2 separate regions of the Pan troglodytes genome follow, and region 1 is linked to region 2. Evidence: chromatin contacts called from public HiChIP or PLAC-seq data. All regions are on one chromosome and are shown on one strand. Each heading gives the region's core, a stretch centred on a gene start, on an enhancer-like site or on the middle of the called end of the contact. The rest is flanking DNA. Distances are from core to core; before and after follow the strand shown. Region 1 holds the start of KIAA1958. Region 2 holds the start of INIP (INTS3 and NABP interacting protein).

The links. HiChIP or PLAC-seq counts read pairs in DNA pulled down with a chosen protein or histone mark.
Region 1: a contact with region 2 is called in an H3K4me3 HiChIP or PLAC-seq map of stem cell-derived excitatory neurons, with 5 times the contacts expected there. The contact joins the promoter of KIAA1958 here to the promoter of INIP in region 2. A contact is called at or near these places in 1 of 7 Hi-C or Micro-C datasets (stem cell-derived neural progenitor cells) and 1 of 1 datasets of contacts at active chromatin or transcription factors (stem cell-derived excitatory neurons).

Annotation. Positions count from the first base shown.
Region 1 is chr11:25,990,318-25,996,136 of NHGRI_mPanTro3-v2.0_pri, reverse strand. KIAA1958 reads left to right here and starts at 3,721. Exons shown (of 4, transcript XM_528391.8): 1 at 3,721-3,859.
Region 2 is chr11:25,761,127-25,767,363 of NHGRI_mPanTro3-v2.0_pri, reverse strand. It overlaps INIP (INTS3 and NABP interacting protein), which reads right to left and starts at 2,933. Exons shown (of 5, transcript NM_001242593.1): 1 at 2,684-2,933; 2 at 1,140-1,220. The coding sequence starts at 1,164.

The DNA of each region.
Region 1 (5,819 bases), core at 2,472-4,971, 230 kb before region 2:
TAATCCCACACTTTGGGAGGCCAAGGTGGGAGGATCACTTGAGCTCAGGAGTTCAAGACCAGCCTGGCCAAATATGGTGAAACCTTGCCTCTACTAAAAATACAAAAATTAGATGGGAAGGATGGCATGTGCCTGTAATCCCAGCTACTCGAGAGGCTGAGGCACAAGGATCGCTTGAATCTGGGAGGCGGAGGAGGCTGCAGTGAGCTGAGATCATGCCACTGCACTCCAGCCCGGGCAACACAGCAAGACTCTGTCTCAAGAAACAAAACAAAACAAACTTCCCCTCCCAGTGTGGTTGAGATATAGCCCACTTGTTCATCTTATAGACTCCCAAACGCAACACATCCCTCAGCTGACCATGAAAAAACCTAATGGTTGACTGAGGGCTGTAATCCCAACACTTTGGGAGGGTGCGGCAGGAGGACTGTTTGAGGCCAGGAGTTTGAGACCACCCTGGGTAACACAGTGAGACCCCTGTCTCTACAAAAAGAAAAAAAAATTAGCTGGGCGTAGTGGCCCACATCTCTAGTCCCAGCTACTCAAGAGGCTGAGGCATGAGGATCGACTGAGGCAGGGAGGTAGAGGATGCAGTGAGCTGAAATCACGCCACTGCACTCCAGCCTGGGCAACAGAGCGAGACCTTGTCTCAAAACAAAACAGAACAAAACAAAAACCTAATGGTTAACACCAGAGTCTTGGAAATAAGTTCCTCTCCTTTGCGCATGTGTTTTTTAAGGGCATAATGCCTATAGACCTAATAAAAGCATAATCTCACAGGTCTCCCTTTCTTCTCTCTTTCTCCTCTACTCCTCCTGAGTAGCTGGAACTAGAGATGTGGGCCACCATGCCCAGCTAATTTTTTTTTTCTTTTTGTAGAGACGAGGGTCTCACTATGCTACCCAAGGTGGTCTCAAACTCCTGGCCTCAAGCAGTCCTCCTGCCGCACCCTCCCAAAGTGCCGGGATTATGGCCCTCAGCCAACCCACTAGGTTTACTGTGATTCCTTTCTCTAGGATCTTCGTTTTTCAAGTCCTAGCTGCCTTAATAGACCTGACTCCAAATTTTGTATCTCCAGGCCAGTAAGACTGCCGGTAAGCTCTAGGGTGCTTCTTTCTGACTTCTACACTCCTAGACACAAATCAACAATGCCCTGAGAAGGAAAAGCGGCTGAGAATGCAGGACTCACTTCAGAGTATTTCTCTTCTTCCTGGGGGGCTCGTGGACTCTCAAGCCTTGGATGACAGGGTTGCTCTCCAATTGTTCTCAACAGACTTATTTATTTTTTTAAACAGCTTTCATCGTTCTTAGTGGCAGAGTTAGTTTGTTCAACAAGGTACCTCATCATGGTTGGATGCCTGCATCATTAAAAAAATTCATTGTAGTGAAATATCCTTTAAACAAATAAAATTAGATTTTTTTTGAAGTTGATTGTGGCAAAAACAATTTAAAATTTACCTTTGTAACTACTTTTAAGTGTACAGTTCGGTGGTGTTATATTTACATTATTGTGTAACATCTCTAGAAATTTTTCATCTTGCAAAATTGAAACTCTGTACCCAGTAAACATTATATCACCATTTTCCCCTCCCTCTACCCTCTAGCAACCACTATTCTACCGTCTTGTTTCCACGAGTTTGACATAATCCCACAGTTTACATACCTCTACATACCTCATATAGGTCAAATCATAACAGTATTTGTCCTTTTGTGACTGGTTTATTGCACTTGGCACAACATCCTCAAGGTTCATCTATGTTGTAGCCTGTGATAAGATTTCCTTCCTTTTTAAGGCTGAATAATATTCCATTATATATATATATATCACATTTTCATTCATCTCTTCATCTGTTGATGAACATTTGGGCTGCCTCAATCTCTTGGCTATTGTGAATAGTGCTGCAATGAACATGAATGTGCAAATATCTCTTCGATATCCTGCTTTCAATTCTTTTGGATATTTACCCAGAAGTGGGATTGCTGGATCATATGGTAGCTCTAGTTTTAGTTTTTTGAGGAACTTCCCCACTGTTTTGCATAGTGGTGGTACCATCTACATTCCTATCAGCATTGCATAAGAGTTCCAATTTCTCCACAAGATCCCATCTTTAGAATATGCAGCAATTAACTAGGGGGTTTTCATTTTTGGTCTTTTTTGTTTGTACAAACATTATTGTGTCAACATTTACACAGATTTTAAATTTCAGCCTAGACCTGGAAGAGTGTTGATACAGGAAGGTGTTAAGAACATCAACCGGAATCAGCTCTAGAGATGGAGAGGGGTTGGCAGAAGCTACCTAAAAGAGAGAACATGCTTGATGTGGTAATGAAGTTACCTGCTTGGATTCTGGACGACCCTGGATATTTTCTCCTTTGCTAAGAAGTTAGCTTCTTTCTCTCCCTCAAAAATATTCTTCTCTTCCCTTACCTACTCCAAGGGTACAAGTGACTGGGGTATGCCTGTCACAGATGAGGTGAGGCCAAGATGTGGGCACTACGTAAGGCCTGACAGATATGGTGTAAATGTTATTTATTACCATGATTACTGTTTTGGAGATGGTCAGTGCTGTAAATAGAAAGGGAGTTAAGAGCAGACTCTGAAGCCAGACTGTCCGGAATGAATCCAGGCTCCTCTAGCTACTATCTATGTGATGTTGAAAAAATTTCTTAATTTCTCTGTGCCTCAATTTCCTTATCATAAAATGGCAATGTTAATAGCACCCACTATGTAGAGTTCTTAGGATTAAATAAATTAATATTCGCTAAGTACTCAGTGCAAACTGTGGGCACACAGCAAGTACTACGAAAGTGTTAGGTAAAATAAAGGTGGACCAAGCCTGGTAGCACCTAGCAAGTCCAGCTTCATCTTTGCTGTGCTGAGTCGTGTAGGTGGTGTTCTTGTGTCTCTCTCTGGTTTGCTGGAGGACCTAGTTTTAGTGTATTTTAGGTATCATTAAGCATCCCCGCTCCCTCGATGGGATAGGGGTGTGTGTGTTACAGGTGGTTGTTGGGCACCTTCACGGGGCAGCGGTGACTATGGGCTGTACGTAGTATCTCGGTAGAAAGTGTTAATGCACATCCCTGGGCGGAGAGGTAACTCTACTCAATGCGTTATAAGGGAAATCACACACCTCACGGATGGTGTAGGTTCTGTCTGCTCCTTGCGTTTCAGTGGAGGTGCACAGAGCTCCGGGGGGCATCGGGGACCGCGGGCCCAGGACGTGTAGTACGGAGCGGTGCTGTACACTTCCTCGGACCATAGCGGGGATGGCGGGTTCCACACCTGTCGGGGCAGTAGGGACTGAGCTCGTGCGCGCGGAGGACGGATTGCTCCAAACCTCTCGCTCCAGCGCGCCGGCCGCCGCGTGCGAACGTGTGTGCGGCAGGAGGCTCGGGCTACACCTCCTCGGGGCAGCAACGACTGCGAGCTCGGTGCGTGCGGTAGGAGGTGTCGTTACACACTTCCTGTGGGTCTCGCCGACCACGGCGCGTTTCCGGTGCCGGCTGGAGCCCGGGGTCCGAGCCCCCGCCCCGCTCGCCGGCCCCGCCCCGGCCCGCCCGCGCCCCGCCCCCTGCCCGCCCGCCGCGCTCCGAGCCGGGCGCGCGGAGCTCGGGGCGCACGGAGCGGCGCGCGGCGGTCGGCCGAGCCAGGCTGGCGCCCCCGCCCCCCGCCCCGCTCCTCGGTCCGCCGCCCGCCGGGCGCCTTCCCCGCGCCACTTACCTTCGGTGCCCGGCCCTCTGGCCACTCTCCTCCCGCCCTCGCGCCCCTCCGGCCCGTCCCGTCCAGCCCGGGCTTCCCGGCTCTCGCAGGCCCCCCCGCCGACCGCGTTCCTATGGACAGACGCACAGACACCTGCAGGTGGGTGAGAGCCCGCGCGCGGGGCGGGGACGAGCGCGCCGACGCCGCGACCCAGGCGGGGAGCCCCTTTGTGTGGGGGGCGGCCGCGCCGGGGTCGACTCTGCCTCCCCGTCAGCGGCCGCGCGGTGACCCGGCTGAACCTTCCTTTTGTCTCCTCTCGGGGGAGCGAGGCCGGAGCGAGGGCAGGGACCCGGGCGGCCGCTCGTCGGCAGCGCCGGGCTTGGGGGTGCGAGGCGCAGAGACCCCCGGCGGCGGCTCCGGTCCGCCTGCCCCGGGCCCCCCCCCCCGCCCGGCAGCTCGGGTCTCAGCGGCGGCTGCAGGCGCAGTGCGTGGGGCTGGCGCCCCCGCTCCTGCTCTTGGGTCTGTCGGAGGTGGGAAGGAGGGCGGGAAGGAGGAGGAAAAGGTCTGTCCTCTTAGTTTCCAAGTCTTGAGATGCTTATGGAGAAAGAGAGGTGGTTCAGGGCTCTGCCCCACTAGTTTTCCTCCTTGGGTGGCTCGCCAAGGTGCGTTTGGGGCGTGTGTGAAGGAACGTGCATGGCTTCGCTCCCTTATTTATTGTTTCTAACGGAGGAGGGCTTTCTCCAAAAGGCTCTTCCGCCCCCCCCCCCACACCCATCTGAGGCTGCGCACAGTGATTTGTGTTTGTTATCAAATATATCGAGAAATGTATTCCCTTGGGTAGGAGGAGGTTGGACTGAACAACGTCAAACCAAAATCAAAGAATGTTTTTGGTTCCTTCAAGTCTTTTTTTTTTCTTTAAGGTTTTAGATTGGGACTTTAAAAAAAATGAACATGGCTATGATTTTTACAATTATATATATTTAGTGTGTGTGTGTGTGTTTTGAAGTTTAGGAGTAAAGTTTTGTTTTTTCCGAACTCGTTAGGATTCGCAAGACGGAATCCTCTCCCGACGAAATAAACAGCTAACAAGCCAGTCAGGTAGTGACAGCTTCCATGGTGGAGGTTAAATTGGAGTGCAATAAACAATGATGTAGCTTTCCCTTCAGGCTGAAGCCTTTATTTCTGCTGATTTAAGATATGAGATCTTTCCCTACCCATGAGACTGTGAATGTCAGAATTGAGCTTCCCCCCTAGGATTGTGCCTTTACTATTTTATTCCATGTATATAACCCAACGATTGGGTTGTGCATGGATATGGATACAGTGTTTTGAAAAATATCGTAGGGTGATGTTTCTGAATTGTCTTATTTGATTAGCTAGCTAAGTTTCTTCATGAACGGTTGCTGTGTATTGTAGATACTCAAATAATAAATGAGGTTGAATAAGCACCCAGAAAATTAATTTTACAGATTCAGATTTTTAATACGCAGGTATGGATTTATACCTGTATTAATCTCAATCTACTGCTCCGTTCTGGAAACTCTTTTTTGCCCACCCTGTGAGAATTTATATTGACAAACTTAAGTCTGACAGTTACCCAGGAGATTAAAAAAACGAAGAAGCAGTTTTGGGGGCCATGCATACAATTACATGGACAGTCATAGGTAAAAAATAGAGGTTTTCCTAAAAAACCAAAAAGCATTATCATCTAAACTTGAAGGAAAAACGTGGAAAATTATGTATTTAAATTTTCATTAAGGTTTAAAAATTAGTAAACAGTGTACAATTTAATGCACTTTTTTAAAGACAAACTGATCTTTGTCATTATAAAAAGTTTAGTATGCTTAAAATAGTGCTTTTTTCTAGGAGAAAAATTTATCTAGATTCTTGTCCCAGTTAAACAGATTAATATTATTGCATGCCTAATTTTGTAGATGCCTGGAGTGTAGATTTATACACACATTACTTAAAACCTAGCAGTGATCAAGCCAATCCCTTTTAGTTGATAGAATTTTACTAGTTTCTGCTTTGACTTCCAGTCTGCATTAGGTAAATAAATTTAAATTCTGCACAGAAGCACAGCTCAGTATGTGGCTCTGGTAGGCCCTTGACTAGCGTT
Region 2 (6,237 bases), core at 1,684-4,183:
TACTGTATACTTATAAACACTGTACACTTAGGCTGCACTAAATTTATTTAATTTTTCTTTCTTCAATAATACATTAACCTTAGCTTACTGTAACTTTATTTTATAAACTTTTAAATTTTTTTAACTTTTTGACTTTTGTAATAACGCTTAGCTTAAAACACAAAACACTGGGCCAGGCACAGTGGCTCATGCCTGTAATCCCAGCACTTTGGGAGGCCAAGGCGGGCGGATCACCTGAGGTCAGGAGTTTGAGACCAGCCTGACCAACATGGAGAAACCCCGTCTCTACTAAAAATACAAAATTAGCCGAGCGTGATGGCGCGTGCCTGTAATCCCAGCTCCTCGGGAGGTTGAGGCAGGAGGATTGCTTGAACCCGGGAGGCAGAGGTTGCAGTGAGCCAAGATCATGCCATTGCACTCCAGCCTGGGCAACAAGAGCGAAATTCCATCTCAAAAAAAAAAAAAAAGTATTTTCTTTATATCTTTATTCTAAAAGTTTTCTATTTTTAAAATTTTTATTTTTTTTTACTTTTTAAACTTCTTTGTTAAAAATGAAGACACAAACAAACACATTAGCCTAGGCTTACACAGGGTCAGGATTATCAAGATGTCACTTAGGCGACTGAAATTTTTCAGCTCCATTATAATCTTATGGGACCACCATCCTATAAGCAGTCTGTCATTGACCTAAACATCATTATTCAGCACAAGTGTATTTCAAATTTAGAGTTTTACTTTGCTGTTCTTCTTTTTTTCTTTTTCTTTTTTTGAGACGGGGTCTCACTCTGTCGCCCAGGCTGCAGTGCAGTGGTGCAATCTTGGCTCACTGCAACCTCCGCCTCCTGGGTTCAAGAAATTCTCCTGCCTCAGCCTCCCTAGTAGCTAGGATTACAGGCGCCCGCCACCATGCCCAGCTAATTTTTGTATTTTAGTAGAGACGGGGTTCCTGACCTCAAGCAGTCCACCCGCCTTGGCCTCCCAAAGTACTGGGATTACAGGCGTGAGCCACCGCTCCCGGCCTGCTATTCATTTTTTAAATTCTGGCTACAGTAACTGCCCTATACTAAATTTTCTCTTATTCAAATACATTTACTATATTGGGGAAATGTTCATAGTAAAGAAATTCCTGCTGTCATTACCTTGTCCTGAAGAGTTTGCTGCCATTTTCCTATTTTGTTTCAAGTATGTCCAGTGGCAATTGGTCAGCACTTCACAATCACCTGTAAAATATGTGTACACACATATACAATGCACCATATTTTAATCACAAACTAAAAGGAACAGCTAGCCTCCTTACAATGAAATGTTTGCTGTTTCTTAATCTCTTCAGAAAGATACATTTGTGCCGGGCGCGGTGGCTCACGCCTGTAATCCCAGCACTTTGGGAGGCCGAGGCGGGCGGATCACGAGGTCAGCAGATCGAGACCATCCTGGCTAACATGGTGAAACCCAGTCTCTACTAAAAATAAAATTAAAAAAAAAAATCAGCCGGGTGTGGTGGCAAGCGCCTGCAGTCCCAGCTACTCGGGAGGGCGAGACAGGAGAATCGCTTGAACCCCGGTGGCGGAGGTTGCAGTGAGCCGAGATCGCGCCACTGCACTCCAGCTTGGGCCACAGACCGAGACAGCGAGACTCGGTCTCAAAAAAAAAAAAAAAAAAAGAAAGAAAGAAAGATACATTTGAAATGTACACGGACTGAAACAAATGTAAACTCTGCTAGTGCCTCAAGCATTTAATTAAATATGGCATTGTTTATTCTTGCAGATGTTCATACCATTTAGAATTACTGTCTTTAATAAACATCATTAGGTTGTATTTACCAAATATATCAACCAATTGATAGAGTCAATATAATCATGGTGCTAGGAAGAAAAATCATTCATCTATGGTGTCTCTGCATTCGTCTAAAACACATACCCAAAAACTACTGTGTACACTGAAAGCTAAAAAAGGTAAAGGAGTACTGTATCTGCTCTGCACCATACACTGTGTAAGATGCTCGAAATTAGTTCCTTTATTTATTTATCACCATTTTATAGATGAGGAAACCGTACCCAGGGTCATAGAGCTAGTAAGAATTATTTGGGCTGCTGGTTTCCAAACTTCGTGCTTTCGTACTAAATCCTGGGGAGATCCAAGATGGGCAAGACCCTAATCCTGCTTTCAAGGAACATATAATCAGAAGGGAAAATAAAGTCTTATTCAAGCAACCATACTATTAATTAAAAAAAAAAAAAGCTTAACAAACCCGCTCTTTAAAAGGTGGGCACAGTGCCGGAGGCAAAGAATTGATTTGATTGGCAGCAAAGAGTGATGCCTTAGTCTAGGGAGCCCGGGAAAGACACAAGGGATAGAAAACAGACACCGGTTTTTAGTAAATGAATCGTTAGGTGTCTCCAGCGGCTGAAACACAGAGCGAGCAATGCGGGGTTAGGACTGGAGGACAACAGGGCCATCTTGTGACAGGGTAGACTGGCGTGCCAGAAAGGTCCCTGCCTACGGATGTGCAGAGCCGGCTGGGCCTGGGCTGTGAACGAGACGAAGGAAGCAAGTAGGAGCCAGAAATGTTGGGTGGCAAGGTCGGAAGGGAGGTCGCTGCCTGTAGCAACAAAGACGGCGGCGACAGGTTAGCACCGGAGCCACACTTTTCTATTGCCCGGTGCCTCCAGACTGTCGTACTTACCTGGGACCCGAGGACACCGGGACTGCCTCTCCTTACAATCGCTGCTCTTAAAGGGGGCGCGACCACTTAGGCAAGAGGAGCTCAACTCGCTGCACTACAACCTTCCCGCCCCCGCTGCGCTTCCGCCTCCTGACTGACGTGCGCCCCAGGGAGCGGAAACCCCGCCTCCCGCCGGGACCCAACGGCCACCGCCCGTCGTGATTCGCACTTTAGCGGCCACCTCAGTGCAGACGTCACTTTTTTTTCCAAAGAGTGACAGTCGAAGAGGCTCACGGGAGATGCAAACGGTACTTTTGGGGGCTGGGCCAGGGTGGGGCGTGGCCCGGGGCGGGGGAGGGGCGGGGCTGCCAGGCAGGGGCGGGACGGAGAACACCTGGGTCCCTAGCACCAAGACTGGCTTTTTCTTCATTGCCACCGCCTGGCCGGTCTTGCGACGGTGCGAGTCCACCTCGGCTGGGCCTCGGAGGAGGGGCGACTCTAGAGGCTAAACTCGCTTTCGAGCTTTAACAACCATCTCGGATTGCGCATCCGCACACACGCACGCACACACACACACACACAAATTCAGGAATATTTTTTGTCTACAGTTTACATAATTATACACAATGAAAGCACTGAATATGGAGGATTTTTATTACAGTGCAATAATGTGCATTTAAGAAGTGGGTATGCCACATCGCAGAACACCAACTTGCCACTAGTGGGCTCACCTGCTGCCCACCTGATTCCAGCACAATAGATAGCTACACATTTGAATTAAAAGGTAATCGTATATTGACATGTGTTCAAATTGCACTTTTTTTAATTAAAAAATTTTTTTTATGGAGACAGTGTCTCGCTTTGTTGCCCAGGCTGGTCTTGAACTCCTGGCCTCAAGGGATCTGCCCACCTCAGCCTCCCAAAGTGCTGGGATTACAGGCGTGAGCCACCTGCCCTGCTTAAAATTGCAGTGTCTTAATCTCTTCCGAAAGATACATTTGAAAAACGCACAGACTTAGATCACAAATGTAAGCTCCCCAAGCGCCTCAAGCATTTAATTAAATAGAATGGATAATGAATTTGGACATATGTTTTTAATAATCGATGTTTGCTCAAGAGTAAAATGTTTATGATGCACAATTTTCTTGTGCATGGATCAATGACTGAAATAATCGTTTCAATATCAAGTATTTATTTACTGAAAACCAAGCATGTATTTACTCTATACCAAGCAGCTATTGAGTGCCTTCTACAATGCGAGGTGCTTCCTTTGCATCAGCTCTGGTCCTGCTGTTCCCTGATTTATATTTGAGACTCATGTTTCTTGCTCTATGTCGAGTAGCGAGCTAAGATTCAAATTTAAAGGTCTGCCAGATGCTAAGGCCTGAGTTCTTAAATCTCACACATTGCCTCTGCTCTGGAGGAATGAATTCCTCTGAGACCAGTTCTTGCTGACTTGACTTTAATCCAGATATAAAGCCTAACACATGAGCATTTTGGTGGTAGGCCAGGAGTCCTTTCAGTTAAGAGGACTTGGTGAGTTCTAGTATGACTAAAAAGATGACTGAGATCTATATGGCTGATAGAACCTTAGAATTTTTTTTTTTTGTTTTGTGGCCTAGCTAATGTAGAAACTAGGGCACAGAAAGTTCCAGTCTAAGTTTCAAATGGACATTCTGAACAAAGCTTATTTAAGGAGGTGGGAGTAAAAAGAGTTCTAACCCTAAACAACATTTTATAATTTCTTAGCAAATTCAGCCTCTGAGAGTTGAAAGAACATTATCAGGAGAAAGATAAATTTAACTTGCTGCCAATTCTTTTGCCTTTTACTTGGTAGGTCATAGCCCTTGAAACCCTTCTGTCTTCTCCTAGAGTTTTTGGAACTTCTGCCTCATTGTGTTAACCTCTAACACAATGGTTAATAGTGAGTCAGTTTACTTGAATGCAAATTCGAGCTTTGCCACTTAATGATTGTGAGCCCTGGTTTAACCTTTTGGTGCCTCTGTTTTGTCATCTATAAAATGGGAATAAAAATAAGTGATTGGGTATACGTAAATCACTTAGAATAGCACCTGGCACATAATAAGAACTCAATAAATGTTGACTATTAGAATATAAACAATGAACAATCTGTTTTACTGGGTGTCTTGGCAAGTGGTCAGTAGGTCAGCTGAGCCTGGGTGTGGTGGCTCATGCCTGTAATCACAGCACTTTGGGAGGCCAAGGCAGGAGGATTGCTTGAGACCAGCCTGGGCAATATAGTGAGACCTCATCTCTAGAAAAAAATCTAAAAAATTTGCCAGGTACGGTGGTGCGTGCCTGTGGTCCCAGCTACTTAGGAGGCTGAGGTAGGAGGATCGCTTGAGCCTGGGAGGTCAAGGCTACAGTGAGCTATGATTGCACCACTGCACTCCAGCCAGGGCAACAGAGCAATAGATCCTGTCTCCAAAAAAAAAAAAAAAAAAAGAAAAAAAGAAAAAAAACGTCAGCTGAGAAATATACTAGGGGAAAGTCCAAGACAGAAGGAGTGCATGTTATAGCCCCTTGGCTCTATTAACTAATAGCCATCTGTGAATTACTTTATCCTGAAACCATTGTGGTTACAGACCTTCAGTATCAAGGTAGAGTTGACAGTAGTCCCTAATTTCCAACTGAAACCACTCTAACCTCCTTTTCTGGTATTTTGTGATAAAGTATTTGGGGATCTGCATGAGGCTAGACAACCTTTAAAATCAAGTGTGTAGCAGTTTGAGACAATTACTGTATTAGTTATCTATTGCTGTGTAACAAATTACCCTGAATCTTGGCAGTTTAGAACTTGGGTTTAGAACCTGGCCCTGCACTTACTGGGTGAACACTTAGACAAATTATTTGTCTGTTCCTCAACCTCCTTATCTGTGGAAAGGGGTATTAAAAGCACCTACCTTATGCCATTGTTTTAAAGATTAAATAAAATCAAACCAGATGCCTCATACCTATAAGCTATTATTTTCTATTAAACATTAACTCATTAGAGTATTAAAACAATATGAAACATCATGAAGATTTTGTACAACCAAATGTGGTGGCCTCCAAGGTGGCCCTCCTGCTGTCATCCCTTCCCACATTGAATAAACTTGACCCAAGTAACCAATGGGATATTGTGGAAGTGTCAGTGTGTGACACTGATTGCAGTTTCTACCTTGGCCTCTTTTGGGTCACTTGCTCTCAGGAAGCCATGTATATGTCATGAGGTCACTAAAGCAGTCCATGTGGAGAGCCCAATAAAGAGGAACTGAGGCAAGCCTTCCACCAACAAACCAGCACCAAGTTGCCAGTCAAGTAGTGTTCCACCTTGGAAGTGGATCTTCCAGCCCCAGGCAGGCCTTCAGATGACTGCAGCTCTGGCTGACATCTTGATTGCAGCCTCGAAAGCAATCCTGAGCCAGAACCACCGAGCTAAGCTGTTCACAAATTTCTAATCCACAGAAACTATGTAGGATAGTAAATATGGCTTGTTTGTAGTTGTTTTTGTTGGTTTTTGAGACAGAGTCTCACTCTGTCACCCAGGCTGGAGTGCAATAGTGTGGTCTTGG